Linked DNA regions of Xenopus tropicalis: region 1 is linked to region 2. Evidence: chromatin contacts called from public Hi-C data. All regions are on one chromosome and are shown on one strand. The core of a region is the stretch at or near the end of the contact, and the rest is flanking DNA. Distances in the headings are between cores, read along the strand shown.

Evidence for each region. Hi-C and Micro-C count contacts between places; a contact is called where the count stands out from the background.
Region 1: a contact with region 2 is called in a Hi-C map of brain, with 1.6 times the contacts expected there. The contact joins the enhancer-like site here to the promoter of ppih in region 2. A contact is called at or near these places in 2 of 5 Hi-C or Micro-C datasets (brain and gastrula embryo).

The regions. Positions count from the first base shown.
Region 1 is chr7:94,814,484-94,817,318 of UCB_Xtro_10.0, reverse strand. ccdc30 (coiled-coil domain-containing protein 30) reads left to right here. Exons shown (of 24, transcript XM_031905555.1): 8 at 1,730-1,883. Among named protein-coding and RNA genes, the nearest start is that of ccdc30, 14 kb to the left of the region's middle. Within about 2 kb of position 1,473, at least 3 of the 11 cell types and tissues checked have an H3K27ac peak or open chromatin away from gene starts, as enhancers often do. A contact at or near this core is called in gastrula embryo, where this site is marked.
Region 2 is chr7:94,760,414-94,763,203 of UCB_Xtro_10.0, reverse strand. It overlaps ppih (peptidylprolyl isomerase H), which reads left to right and starts at 1,533. Exons shown (of 10, transcript NM_204035.1): 1 at 1,533-1,601; 2 at 2,478-2,542. The coding sequence starts at 1,536.

The sequences.
Region 1 (2,835 bases), core at 224-2,723, 54 kb before region 2:
GATGATAACTCATGTGGAAATGTCAGCAGGGGACCAAATCTTGTCCTCATCATGCATGATGAATGTGTTAACAAGCCCTAATTAATCAAGAGTGCCCAAGCCAGCCGACAGTATATTTTAAATTGTTATTTCTGAATTGACCCACAAAGTCCATACTCCATCTGGGGTTTCTAGACCCTAAGAAAACCTGAGCCTTTAAATCTGCCAGTCTTTACTAATGTGATTCATTCTTTGCTAACATATCACTCCTTAATCATATTTCACAGTCTGTTTCAGGCAGATACAGTAGAAGTGTTTAACACCCTCCTGAATTTAAAGTTATTGCATCCCACCCAAGCAGCCATACTTGGAGGTTAATTAGTGTCCCCTGCAGGACTTTTTGTCTGCTTTATGTGAACTAAACTAATAAATAACGGTGGCTTATTCTAACATAACAGCCACAGCCAGTGTTTAGGGGATACTTACACTTTAATAAATTGCTGCTTTGTTATGCTGAGGACCTAATATCCTTTTTTTCAGAGTTATCATATTCTTTACTTACTAAGCCATTGTCAATAAGGAGTGCAGAGCTATGGATTATTCTCGGATATTTAGTGCCGGGGAATTTTGAAAATTATACTTTACCTTTAGCATCACTGCCTTTTAGAACTGAGGCTCTAGGCTGAATTCTGTCAAGGGCAGCTGGATCATTTTTTTTCCCTCTGACTACACCAGTTTCCTTCCACAGTAGAAAACATATGTGAATAATAGGCCTTCTAAAACTGACTTTGGGCAGGGACTGATGTGATCACTTAAAGGAACAGTAACACCAAAAAATTAAAGAGTTTTAAAGTAAAAGAAATATAATGTACTGTTGCCCTGCACTGGTAAAAGTTGTATGTTTGCTACAGTAACTCTACTATAGTTTATATAAATAAGCTGCTGTGTAGCCCCGGGGGCAGCCATTCAAGCTGGAAAAAAGGAGAAAAGGCACAGGTTACATAGCAGATAATGGATAAGCTCTGTAGAATACAATAGTGTTTTATCTGTTATCTGCTAAGTGCCTTTCTCCTTTGAATGGCTGCCCCCATGGCTACACAGCTGCATTCTTTATATAAACCATAGTAGTGTTTCTGAGGCAAACACAGTTTGTACCAGTGCAGAGCAGCAGTACATTATATTGGAATTTATTTTATACACTTGAATTTTTTGGTGTTACTGTTCCTTTAAACATTCTACAGGAAGCAGGAAGGAGTGTGTTTGAGCAGATTTTTTTTTGTTATTGAAGAAAGTAGTAGACACAGTTACAACCAGAAAAAACATTTACAGTATGTGCAGTGTGAATGAAGCTTGTTAGATCCATATGGTGGCCCAGATTTACTTGTTTAGCACCCTTACCATTGTATCCGTGCACTTGCGTGCTTGTTTGTTCATATGCATGAGTGCTCTTTTTGTGATGCGCAAATGAATGAGCATGTAAACGAGCTCTATCAAGGGCTCGGACTAGAGGTAGGTGACCAAAGAGGCATTTGACTAGTTCCCACCTACCACTGTGCCCTGGGCACTGCCCCTCCTGCCTACCCCTTGTTCTGAGCCTGCAGTGTCAGCTAGATTTTGAACCAGTAGAAGCAAAAAACAAATACTGCTTTAACTTCTAAATTTGAAATTAGAATATTGGGCATTGCAAAAAACAGTTGCTTTACCAACAAACCCAGCATGATAATGTAGACTTACTTGGTCTGTACTATAGACATTTGAAGAAGAGGTTGCTAAAGAAAAGAAAAAAAAGGAAGGTTTGGAAAGAGATTTAGAAGAAGCATCTCACAGGCTACAGATGGCACATGATGAGATCCGCAAACTGACCGAAGAGCTGCTAATTAAAAAGAAGGAAATAACTGAGCTTGGTAATTATTGTATGTAAAATAATCTCGTTGTATAGGAAAATAGGGTTTAATTGCCTGTAATTTTTAAGTGTATCCTATGAAAAATCTATATATTTACAAAAATGTCTGCACCATAATCATGGTACAGTTCAATAATCATTTGGTACTTTTGTAAGTTCATCACCCAGAGTGATGTAAAAGAAAGCACATTGTTTTGGTTCAGATATCCCCCTTAAATTCTCTTTTTCCTAGCATGTAAATATAAAATAATTAAAAAATAAAATAATTTGTCCCAGGGGCAAAATGTATTTATTTGTTTTTTTAGAGCACATTTTACAGAAGAAACAACAGGAAAATTATGGGCTTAGGGAAGAACAGAAAATGGTTAAAGAAAATGGTAAGCAGCACAATGTAATGTTACTGCCTGTTATACAGTAATATACTTATTAAAACTACATAACAGAGCAGCAGAAGGTATTGGCTAGCATAGATGATGGCAAGCACCCCATTGCATTTCCCCATTTTCCATACAACAACAAATTATGTCTTTTAGAGTTCTACTCTACTTACTATCCTATGCCTGATGGGGCATGGGGAGGCACATATAGCTATTCCCAGAATGTACATCCTTACAGCAGAATACATGTTCCGCAAGCATTATGTATTGTTCTACAGTAAAATATAAATATGTCCATATGTGCAGTTATGAGTAGATCATTACATAAGTGTCTTTCTGTTGCACTGAAAAATTAAATAAAATATGTTGCTCAAACTGTTATGGTTTTGGCACACCATTTTATGACAGTTGCACCATAAATTGCACAGGAATGACATGGGATGCAATATTACACACCTTTCTTTTATTACTAATATATGCTCAAAAAATGTCTCAAATGGAGTTTGCAGTTAGTTAGTTCCATTAGTTAAAATAATGTCATACTTACCTTAATCCTTATTGGACCACTCCCCCCTT
Region 2 (2,790 bases), core at 284-2,783:
GGGAAATATATGTTCAGAAGGAAAACGGAGAACTGTCCTGATGTTGTTCTGCTCAGGAAAGATATCAGAAGCTTTAAATGATCTTTCTTATGTCTTTCCTGAACAGAGTAAAGGCCCCCATACACGGCCCGATTTTTTACTGTCAAACGACCGATTCCCGAACGATCCGATACTATCGTTAAGTTATCGTATAGTTGATGGTGTGCGAACGATCGTCGGCCCACTAATCGACCCGACATTATTGTCCCCAAAATCGATCGGCCAGGTTTAAAAATTTTAGTCGTTTAATGATAAAATCTGCCAGTTGGTGTGAGTGTCAGACATTTGTCTTCGAACGATTGTTCTCTGCGCATGTCATGATTGCCAGCAGCGGAAGTCAACGAACATAAATAAATAAATACCGCTTCCGCCACGACATTGGATCGTACGTAGATGTACGATTGTAAAAATTGCAAATTATCGTTGCCTGTGGATGGCATATCGTATGGAAACCCGGTCGCCATACGATCGTTTGTCGATATAATAGTTCGTCGCACAACGAGTGAAATCGCCTTGTGTATGGGGACCTTAACATCAGAACAGTTATCTGTTTTCCTTCTCAATGTATACTCACTCAGCTGTATGGTTGTAAGAGCTGACCAGTAGGCGGCGCTGTTTATAAGCAGATTAAAAGCTTTAAAAAATAATTGATGTAAAATGCAAATGTGACTAGAAGAGGACACTGACAAATTTATATTAACTTTTTAGGTTTTAGATATACTTTATTCCCCAGTCAATTTATTTGTTAGGGCCCAGGTTTCATACCCATATCAGTTTCTTGGGAAACCTGATTTCCCTGTACTTTGAATTTATGGAATAGTTTTGAAGGCCAAACAGCAACAAAGCTGCCAGTGGAGAGGGAGATTTTATGGGAAGTGATATACAAACAATAAAACCTCCCTTCTCCTCACAGAATACAGAGGGGATTTGGTGTGTTCCCTATGTGCAGCAGCCACAGGTAACCATAATTCTACCTACTGCATAAATACACACATACACCCACACAGAAGCAGAGCTCTGTTATAAACGCACTCTCGCCCACACAGCATCACGGCTGTGATCAGGCCACATTGAAATAGGAACTAAAAAAAAAGACGTTTCCGGTGTGGAGCGCTGAGGCGCTTGTATTAGCACTGCTTGATGTGAGAGCAAGGCAGACAGCATGGATATTTACAGATATGGATAGCTTCAACAGAAATAAATTTAATTGCACGGAACATGTGAATGCTACAACTCCACTCCATCCAAAACTAAACCTCTGTACTGCTTATATGTCAATGAGTAAATCAGGTTTAGTCACGCGTAAACGTACTGCTATTGCCACTCTCCCATAATCCCCTGCAAGGTTAGAAGCGCAGGCATATCGCATCGCCCACCAACTTCATGCGAATAAAGCGTGTAAAACAATGCACTGCGCCTGCGCATACAGCCTACAAGCAAGCCGCTTCTGGGATTGAAGCGCCGCCTCTTCTCTTCCGGTTTTGCCCCAGATAGAAATGGCGGTACCGGCTTCCAACGCTAACAATCCCATCGTATTCTTCGATATCAGTATCGGGGGGCAGGTAACACGCGGTGTTAAGTATAATACATTGAGAAAGCCCTGCATTAAATGATGATTCCATACTTACGTACTGAGAAGAATCTCGCCATGCAACACCACCTACAAACTGCAGCTGAGCAAATGGGGCTGCATGGTGTAGTGTAGTATTAGCAAGAAGGCTAAGTGTGTACTGTGACTGAAGGACAGATTTTTATATTCATAGCAGAAATTATTATGTATTTAAATTGTATTCCACGTGTATGGGCCCCACTGTTCTTTCCGATCTCTAAACCCTAAAACTTTACTGATGGTCCTAAACATGCACTCTAAGCCCTGAGAAAATCCCTAAATATGAACTCTAAAATTCTCATGGCATCCCAATTCATGAACCCTGCCCCCAAGGAAGACTGGGCGTGAACCCCAAAAGAGAGCCCAAAACAAAACTTGTAAAGCCACCAGACGGCTGATCAAACCAATTAGGGGAAAAAAGATCATCTTGGAAAGCTCTGAATATTATCCTTAGAATGTATGGAAAAAAGTCAACATGGAAACTAGACATTTTGGAAAATGTGTCAACATGAGGGCTAATTTGTCCATTCCGTGTCTTTGAAAAAGTTGTTCTTTCAAGCAAACTGTTGCTATACCTATTTATTCTGCATTTATTTAAATTAAAGTTATACAGAATATTAAAAACATTGGGTGGCCTAATTTTGTAAGCTTTTAAAGTTTTGTAATTGCTATATTTTATGCTATTCAACTTCAAATTAGTTTGCTTGTGTGTAACTGTGAAGAAAGGCATATATTCTGGGAAAACATGAAGGGTATGATGACTGTAATACCAATGTGCTAATTGTCTTTTCACAAAAAAAACTAATTTAATGTCCATTTACTTTTTCAGGAGGTGGGCCGGATGAAGGTGGAACTTTTTGCAGATATTGTACCAAAAACTGCAGAGAACTTCAGGTGAAGTTGCATGACTTTTGCTGTCAAAACTCTGGAGTAGTTATATAGCAACACTGACAAAGTTTGCAACTGCCCATAACCCAAAGCAACCAATCAGATGTTTGCTGTCATTATTTTAGTCTCACTAGATCAGTAAGACTAAGGGCTCTGGCACACGGGGAGATTAGTCGCCCGCGGCAAAACTCCCTGTTCGCGGGCGACTAATCTCCCCGAGTTGCCTTCCCCTGCCATCCCACCGGCGAACATGT